Regions from separate parts of the Danio rerio genome. Here region 1 is linked to region 2. A link is a contact called in public Micro-C data. All regions are on one chromosome and are shown on one strand. The core of a region is the stretch at or near the end of the contact, and the rest is flanking DNA. Distances in the headings are between cores, read along the strand shown. Region 1 overlaps mcm9 (minichromosome maintenance 9 homologous recombination repair factor). Region 2 has its middle 28 kb from the start of fam184ab.

The links. A called contact is a pair of places that touch in the nucleus more often than the background predicts.
Region 1: a contact with region 2 is called in a Micro-C map of caudal fin, with 9 times the contacts expected there. The contact joins two enhancer-like sites. A contact is called at or near these places in 1 of 18 Hi-C or Micro-C datasets (caudal fin) and 1 of 4 datasets of contacts at active chromatin or transcription factors (caudal fin).

The regions. Positions count from the first base shown.
Region 1 is chr20:45,107,084-45,111,896 of GRCz12tu, forward strand. mcm9 (minichromosome maintenance 9 homologous recombination repair factor) reads left to right here. Exons shown (of 13, transcript NM_001346160.1): 3 at 4,573-4,813. Among named protein-coding and RNA genes, the nearest start is that of mcm9, 13 kb to the left of the region's middle. Within about 2 kb of position 2,083, at least 2 of the 62 cell types and tissues checked have an H3K27ac peak or open chromatin away from gene starts, as enhancers often do. A contact at or near this core is called in caudal fin, where this site is marked.
Region 2 is chr20:44,812,727-44,817,516 of GRCz12tu, forward strand. No RefSeq gene overlaps it. Among named protein-coding and RNA genes, the nearest start is that of fam184ab, 28 kb to the right of the region's middle. Within about 2 kb of position 2,220, at least 1 of the 62 cell types and tissues checked has an H3K27ac peak or open chromatin away from gene starts, as enhancers often do. A contact at or near this core is called in caudal fin, where this site is marked.

The DNA.
Region 1 (4,813 bases), core at 833-3,332, 290 kb after region 2:
TGTTTGTTTGTGTGTGTGTGTGTGCGTGTGTGTGTTTGTTTGTTTGATGCTGTCTATGTTTGTGAATGTGTTTGAATGAGAGACAGTGTGTTGCTGTGTGTCTGTGTGTTTATACAGACAGCTTGTTATAGCCTCCCCCCTAAAATATAACACTATATATTGAAAGCATCGTCAATGCACCGAGATATCAAATTGAACCGAATAAATGGCATGATAATCGTAACCGAACCGAACCGTGAGACCAGTACAGGTTCACACCTCTAGTATGTATGTGTGTATACTTCTCCAAGCCACCCCCACCCCCCCTCCTTTTTTTTCTTTCTTTTTTTTTATTTTATTTAGTTTTTTATGTTATGTTATGTTTTTTGTATGTTGTGTAAGTTATGTTTTGTTTTGTCTTTTGGTGTTATTATAATGTGATTGTGATTAATTGTGGGACCCCCTTGAAAATAAGATCTCAAGGGGTTTATCCCAATGAATAAATATCACATTTCAAAACTTGATTTCATAAAAAGTAATACTGTGAAGTTATTTTTTTAATAACTGAAATATATAGTTTTGTTTTTTTTTAGTTTTTTTTTTAAGCTTATTATTGTAAGGAAAGCAATGGTGATGCTCATAACATTCGATTAACCGTTTACTGATAGGGTGCGTTTTTTAACGATTAAAAAATATTATATATTTTTTTGTAGGTTTGGCTGCATTAGGTGCCGATCACAGCGGACATGCTGTTTGCTTTGAGAGGAGCATCTTTTAAATGGTTTACTAACAGCCGTGAGTGTTTTGCGGTGCCCTGCGCACCTCAGTTTTTTGCCGTTGTACATAGTTAGAATAGTTACAATAGGACCAAAGACAAAAGTTCAAATAAACAATTCTTTATGGTTTTCCGCAGAGTCGAACCTTGACTTTTCCAAACCGTAGTATACCTTGAAAACTGTCATTGTCCCATGCCCAGTGGGCACACGCATTGTGATATTGATGCTGAAACTATATATGAAACTATATAAAGCATCATCACTTCGGTCTTACAGGATTCTTCAGAAATCATTCTGATATGCTGACTTGCTGCTCAACCATTTATCAGTGCTGAAAACAGGCTAATATTTTTGTGCTAATTGTAATAACTTTTTCATCAGAAGATCACAATTTTTAAATGAATGTAAGCTCAAATGATAAGTCATTTTACTTTCGTGTATTAATCGAATTTTCAAAAAGAACAATATGTAAGTGCACATTTTTTGTTTTGTTTTTTTTTTGGTTTATTTGATAGCACTTTAATGCAGTGATTATATGATAAAAATTTTTCCCTGTGTATAGCATATTATATATTAGCTTAGTCCCTTTATTCATCAGGGGTCGCCACAGCAGAATGAACCGCCAACTTATCCAGCATGTTTTACATAGCGGATGCCCTTCCAGCTGCAACCCAGTACTGGGAAACATCTATACACACTCATACACTACAGCCAACTTAGTTTATTCAATTCACCTGTACCGCAAGTCTTTGGACTGTGGGAGAAACTGGAGCACCCGGGAACACCACAGAAATGCTAGGGACCCCCAGCTGGGACTTGAACCAGTTAACTTTCTGTGAGCCGACAGTGCTAACCACTGAGCCACCGTGTCACTTATATTATATTATATTATATTATATTATATTATATTATATTATACTATATTATACTGACTTATAATAATTTAATTAATTAATAATTGACTTTAATTTTTCTTTTGTATGGTTGTCAAATGTGCACTGCACAGTAATTACTCAACAGTTGTTTTAAAAAACTATAAGACGACTTTGATCGATTTTAAAATGGCTTTATATGATTCATTTGATTCTGTCATCTACTGATGTGACCTTGATGATCTTACATAAACAAAGGTGCTTATTTAAATCCAGATCATGTATACTCCATTTTTCACAGCCCTAATCCGCTTGTCTAAACCCAGCAGCCTGCCATGCACTGCGAGAGTCTGAAGATTGTTTGAGATGACGTGTAGGCTGAAGGAGAGGCTTGTGTTTGATCCCTCAGGTATGTGGGATGGATGGTTTACATTGTGACGAAGCCAAGAGCTTTTCTCTCATGTCCTGTAGGAGATGATTGCCGTCACCTGTAATTACATGCTCTTCATCTGCAGCCCTGCAGATGTGACTCATCCAAATCAACACGCTCACAAAGCCATTTTCTCCACTGCAGTCTGTGGTTATACGGGGAAACGGGAAAAAGCGCTTGCAGGTTTATTATTGCCTAAGTAACTTTGACATTTTTCAGATTCTTCTTTCTTTTATGTTTTTCTATGATGAAACTGTGCCAGGCGGGGTCATATTCAAATATTGAATGTGCTCTGATTTGGTTTATTATGCAAGAAAATGCAAGAGGTTGTAACTCCGCTTTTGAACTTTTCATGAATGAGTATGCAGCGCCATCTACCAGTTGTAGATCAACACTACTCGAGCCGGAGCCTTGAAGGCTGTGGTGGAATAACACTGTCATCTAGTGTTTAATAGGATGCTTGCTTATTCCTTCAACAGAAATAGTTACCCAGAAATTCAACATTTGTTTTAGATTGTTAGAAAACTTTATTTATTTTTTTGCTGAAATTATTGCTGACGTTAAGTACTCAAGTAATGCAATTGTTTACCATGTTGACGTCAGCATAATGTATTTAACGTATTGAATTAAAAAATATTAAATTGTTATTAATTGTTGTTATTTGTTAAATAATAATAATAATATTTTCAGTCATAATTAAATTACTCTAATACCTTTTGTTTTGCCAAAGTGTGAAACTTATTTTCTGAATTTTTGTTTTAGCAAATTATTAGCACATTTTCAGTTGCTTCCAGTATTTGGCCTCCTTCCTGTATTTGTATAATGTCATTAGAGTCAGCAGTGCGACTCAAGCATCAAATTGCCCATAGTAAATGCGCATCCTGATCTGATGTAGAAGTTTGAGGCATTCTGTGTTGTCAAATCGTTGTTGTTTTTTGGCAGATTTGGGATGTTGCTGTCTATAGAGGATGAGGATAATTAGTTTTCCGAAGATGAACAAAGAGCTTGGTGGATTGAGATCATATGAAGGTGAATAATTAATAAGAGTAGGCATGAGATGATAACCGTGTTCAAGGTATACCACGGTTTGTAAAAGTCAAGGTTTTAAAACCCTGGGCCCGGTTTTTCAAAAGTAATCCACTAGGATTTTGGATAAGGGATTGGATCAAATCTTGAAAATGGGTTTTTCAAAAGAAAAAACCTGATTAACTAATCGGATTAGATCACATAATCTAATCTTGGTTTTGATCCAAATCAAACCTTTACTTTGGGTTTTTCAGACCTTTTTTGTAGGATTTGGATCACTTTGATCCAAAAAACATGGATTAAACTGATCTCATCAGAAGGGTGGATTTAGTGTGGATATATATTCATCACAATGGAAAATATTTTTGTTTTTAGAATATTTATTAGTGATGCATGCAATGATTACAGAATAACCAAAAAAAATGCAAAGAATGGCAATCACTGATTTTTGAAATCACCTTCAACAATTGCAAAAAGATACTGAAAGAGCAGAAGCACAGCTTCATCTGGTAGAGGAACAACTGACTCTGACCAAACTGCAGCAAACCAAGGCCAGACTTGAGATTCCTAAAGGCTATGAGGTTCCTAAATCAGATGAGGAAGTCTGAACTTATTGTGGAGTTTTTGACATTAAGTCTTTTTTATTTACATCTATATTTGAAACTTATTATAAATATCCTCAATGTACAGTATTTGTGTTGTAGGTCTCAGATGAGCAGACAGCTGGAAGAGGATGGGGTGGGGTTTTTATTGTTTTTATTTATTTATTTATTTTTTAAATGTGTGTGTGTTTTCATTTCGAATAAAAATAAAGTTATATTTACCCCACACTGGCTATTCTACTTGTTGCTCTTTACATAGGCCTATCTATCCATCTACATTGTGATTGAGCACTGGTAATCCAGATTTAGTGATCCTGAAAAGTTCCTATCCGGATCAGATTGATCCAATCCAATGTTGCTTTGAAAAACTGGCTCGCAAAAACAGGATTACTAAATCTGGATCATTTATATCCAGATTAAACCTTTTGAAAAACCGGGCCCTGGAGATTTTCTGCTATGCCGATCTTAAGGTGTGTGTAAGATTTTTTTATTTGCATTTTTTTTTTTTTTTTAGATTTTTTAGCACAGCAGTATCTCCAGCAGAAAAGATCTCCAAAGATGCCGTTTTAAATTGTAAAAATATCAGTGTTTTAAACAAATGAAGACAGCAGAAGTCAATTATTCATTTGAATAATTAAGCGTGACATGTTTACTGCTCCAAAATAATGTCTCCCAAATTAAAATATGTTGTATACAGAGGGGGGAAAGGTTTTGTTTTTTACCCAGACATTTATAACAAATATATTTTAGAGTAGTGAGCACAAAACCGGGAAACTGATATTTATATCTAAGGTTATTATACCGTCAGAATCTTATACCGACCCATGCCTAAATAATCATTTTTGGGTAAACTAATCCTTTTAATGTGTTTCTTTACTTGTTTGTAGGTTTACCTGTGTGTCCCGAGCTGACTAGAGATCATATTCCTAAAGCCAGAGACGTGGGCCATTTCCTGTCTGTCACGGGCACTGTCATCCGCACCAGTGTAACCAAAGTACTGGAGTATGAGCGAGACTACATGTGCAATAAGTGCAGACACGTGTTCTCCGTGCAGGCCTCCTTTGAGCAGTTTTACACCTTCACTCCACCGACCAGCTGCCCCAGTGAGGAGGGATGTGGTTCTTTTAA
Region 2 (4,790 bases), core at 970-3,469:
ACCTTTGATTTGACCCACCATTCCATTTGAGAAGGATAGAGAGGGTTGGAGCGAATGTCTTCAAAAAAGATAATCATTTCTAATTTGATGAAACTTTTTTTTGTTTGTTTGTTTGCTTGCTTGCTTCCCTGCTTTATTGCTGAGCTACAAGAAAGCTAACTGAAATAAATGTTGTAAAAAAAGGCTGATTTTAAAAAATGTAAATAATGTCACTCAATGGATAGAGGACAATGCTGAAGCTATCGGTGCCTGAGCAATTCAAGGCAAAAACTAGTGTAACTCATGCTGTTATAAATTAACTGTAATAAGTTCATTATAAAATGTAAAAAATATGCTGTATCAGTTAATATGAAGCAATGTTTTCTAGTTATTTTTAAATATTATTAAATAAATTAAGAAATTACCTATGGCAACTATATTTACCTTCAGTCCACCAGCTTCAATCAAGTTTGGTTTTTGGCCCTTCATAAGAAAAAAATTTGGGCACCCCTGGTTTAGATAAATCAGATTTTTTTCTTCTTTTTCTTTTTTAGATTATTCACATTTTGCTCTTCTTCCAGTGCTTTTATCCACAAATTACATAAAGTGCATTCATGGTGTACATTTTTATTTTATTTTATTTTATTACACCATTCAAGCAATACTGAGGCTAGAACTTTGCGGCAATGTATGTAATCAGCATAAAAGTGTTAGTAAAAAATAACCTTCATTTCTTCATGCAAATATACATGTTATCTTATTTTATTATTTGTTTTTTCACTATAAAATACTAAACTTTAAACTTCAGATTGTGCTACAAAAATGTAATTAAATAAAGAAAGAAAGAAAGAAACAAACAAACAAACAAACAAACAAACAAACAAACAAACAAAAATAGTTGGTTCTCTGAATTTCCTATGAATAATTATATGTTTTTTTTTATCATTTGGTTGTTGGTGGTTTTTGTTTTGTTCTGCAGCTGGAATATTGCCAAAAAATATTATTTGTATTTTCTTTCACTTAATAATTGATTGATTTGAGTTGATTTGATATTATTTAATTTGATTGATTTGATTGATTGATTGATCGATCGATTGATTTGATTGATTAATTGATTGCATTGCTTATTATGTTACAAGCCGTCTAAACTTTGCATATAGCGCTACCAAAAAATGCATTCAAAGAAACAAAGAAAGAAAGAAAAAGAAAAACTGTTGGTTCTCTAGGTTTTCTAGCTGTTTTTCATCATCTAATTTGGTTGTTGGTAGTTTTTGTTTCGTTCTGCAGCTCGAATATTGTCAGAAATATTATTTGTAATTTATTTCACTTAAATATTGATTGATTTCATTTAGTTTCATTCAATTTCATTTGATTAATTTATTGATTACTTTTATCTTGTTATTTGTTACAAGCATCTTAACTTTGCATAATGCTACCAAAAAAATGAAGAGGAAAATGAAAAAAAAATAAATAAAGAAAGAAAGAAGGAATTGATTAATTGGTTCTGAATTTTCTATTAATATGTAGATTTTTTTTATCATTTAATTTGGTTGTTTTTGGTTTTTGTTTCGTTCTGCAGTTGGAATATTGACAAAAATATTATTTGTATTTTCTTTCCCTTAATTATTAAATTTAATTAAATCAAACTAAATTAAATTTATGGATTTACTGATTGATTGCAGTAAATCTGATTGATAGATCTATCTATTTATGAGTGTGTGTGTGTGTGTGTGTGTGTGTGTGTGTGTGTGTGTGTGTGTGTGTGTGTGTGTGTGTGTGTGTGTGTACAAATACCTTTGATTATTTTTAGTTATATGTGTATATACTGTAATGTAGTGATGTATATATACTGAATAGGCATGCACATATACAGTAAACCAGCCTTCACCTAATGCACTATAGTTTTAATAATTTTTCCAGGCATTATAACTTTTATTTGCAGCAGAAAAATAATCTATAAAAAAGTTTTGGATGTCAGTGTTGTTTTCTCTTTGTAGTGTTTCTTGTGTGATATTCTCACAGGCAGTGAAGCTGCACTGCTTCAGATGATAACACAGAACAAAACTGCACACAAGCAAATATATAACCATATTTGCTCTTCCTAATGCTTTGGAAACAGCAGATTTGCATTTGCAAATAAAAAGCAGAACATCATTGAAACCAGCCTCAGGCACCTTCCTCACAAAGCAAGTAACTGTATGCGTAGCACTTTACAAGCTTTGTTTGTTTGATTGCTTAGAAATCATTTACAGGAATGTTTTGATCATTGCTGAGGCCCTCGGGCAAGTCAAGGGCCACATTAATATGTGAGAAACAATGTCATCTTGCTTATTACATTACATGCTTGTTTGTTATTCACTGGCAGACTTTGTACTTGCAATTCTTATGCTTTGTAAAAAGTACAGGCCTGTTAAATAATCATTAGAAAGTCAAGGATTAATAAGTTTTAATGAATAATGAGTGACACTGCAGGATGTTTTTGTTTACCTCTATCATGTTACAATAAATAAAGTGTAAAAAATATTATTTATTCACAATATTAGTTGCTAATATCATATGTAATTAATCTACAATTAAAGCAGTGTGTTATGCATTTTTCAGCTCAAATGGTACATTCCATTTTCGGTCCAACAATCAGGAATATTCACAATTATTTCACTAGATGGCAGCAGATTACCACAAAATGGAAAGGTAACGTTAGGCATGGGTCATAATCTTATTTTTAAAGTGATCTTGGAACATTAAAGTAGGATAGTGACTTTTTGATAGATTGTAATGTTAATTATGATTTGTTTGTCTATGGATTGATGTCCATTTTCACTTGATGTGTCACAGCCCCAGTCAAATAAAAGATTTACCTACAGTTCTTGTTTGAATTTGCACTTTTGCATTGCTTTTAAGTAATCAAAATAAATAAATCTGTTTTAAATCAAATAAATAAATACATACATTTACATAAGTAAATTAGCACTATAAAAATAGATATTGTGTGGTTTATTATCAGTCTATATTCATATTTATTACACATACTACAAATATATAAACATAATAATGTATTGTTAATTTAAAATACTGTTGTAAAATGTCAAAATATTATTGTAAAATGTCATGCATTTAATACAGTTAAAGTCAGAATTATTAGCCCCCTTGTTTATTTTTCGCCCCAATTTCTGTTTAATGAAATCACATTTGTACACATAATAGTTTTAATAACTCGTTAAAAATAACAGATTTTTTTTTTTTATCTTCGCAGAATTTGTTTATAATATGTATCATTTGAAATGTAACACATTACTAAGCAAATTCCTGTGTTGCAATTAAAGTATTTGTAAAAAGATGTCATAGTTTGAGGCTTATTTGCAAACAGCACATGCTCCTTATTTGAAACATTAGGGTGTTTCAAAATATACCATGAACTATAATTTTGCAAATCATTTATTTGTTTACATTACCATTTATGTGTCTACCTGATGCTGCTGTCAGCTGCAATTTTGTCAGTAAACACACAATAATTTATTTTGTTTATTTTTATTTAATTCAATTCACTTTATTGTATTATTGCATCATTTTTTAATTTTTTTATAAATATACTTTTTATATGTTTTATGTTTTTTAATAAAATGTAAGAAACTTATTTTATTTTATATTATTTATTTACGCTTCTTTCAGCTGCAATTCAGTTTATTTTATGTTGTGTTGTATTTAATGTAATTTATTTTAATCTTTTTATTTTTTATTGAATTTTTATTTATTTAATTTAATTTAATTTTTGTATTTCATAAATAAAGTTTTTATATTTTTTAATAAAATATACAATACTTATATTTTATTTTATGCTGGTATCAGCTGCAATTATATAATCACACATAATAATCTGCTTTATGTTATGTTGTATTTAATTTATTTCACTTTATTGTGTTATTTTTTATTATTTATATATATTTTTTAATTTATTGTTTATTTTATTGTTTATTTTAATGTTTATTTTATTTTATATTTTAATTTACAATATAATTTTGTTGTGTTGTTTTTATTGAATTCAAATTTATTGTATTTTTTATTTCATTTTTTTATTTTATTTTATTTTTATTTATTTCAGAAATAAACTTTTTATATTTTTAAATAAAATATAAGAAACTAATGTTTTATTTTATGTTATTTATTTATGCTGCTATCATCTGTAATTCTGTAAGTAAACACATACAAATAATTTTATGTTGTATTCAATTTATTTTAATTTGTTGTAATTTTATTTATTTATTTATTTTATCTCATTTTATTTTTTGTATTTCTTAAATAAACGTTTTATATTTTATAATAAAATATAAGAAACTTAGGTTTTATTTAGTTATTTATGCTACTATCAGCTGCAATTTTGTAAGTAAACACAAGTAAAAATTCATTTTATTTTGTATTGTATTTAATTTAATTTATTGTACTATTATTTTTAATTCCTTTATTATTTTTGTATCTTATCATTTAATACAATTTAAGAAACCTAATATTTAATTTATTTTATTTATGTTATTTATTTATTCTGCTATCAACTCTATTACTGTAAGTAAACACACATACAAATATTTATATATTTAGGTGTGCAGCCACCTTATGGTAGTGCTGTCACCTCACAGCAAGGTCACTGGTTCAAGCCCCGGCTGGGTCAGTTTGAATGTTCAGAATGTTCTCCTTGTGTTTGCGTGGGTTTATTCCAGGTGCTCTGGTTTCCCCTACAAGTCCAAAGACATGTGCTATAGGTGAATTCGGTAAGCTAAATTGTCAGTAGTGTATGTCCTGGTCCAGGTAGGGGGTTG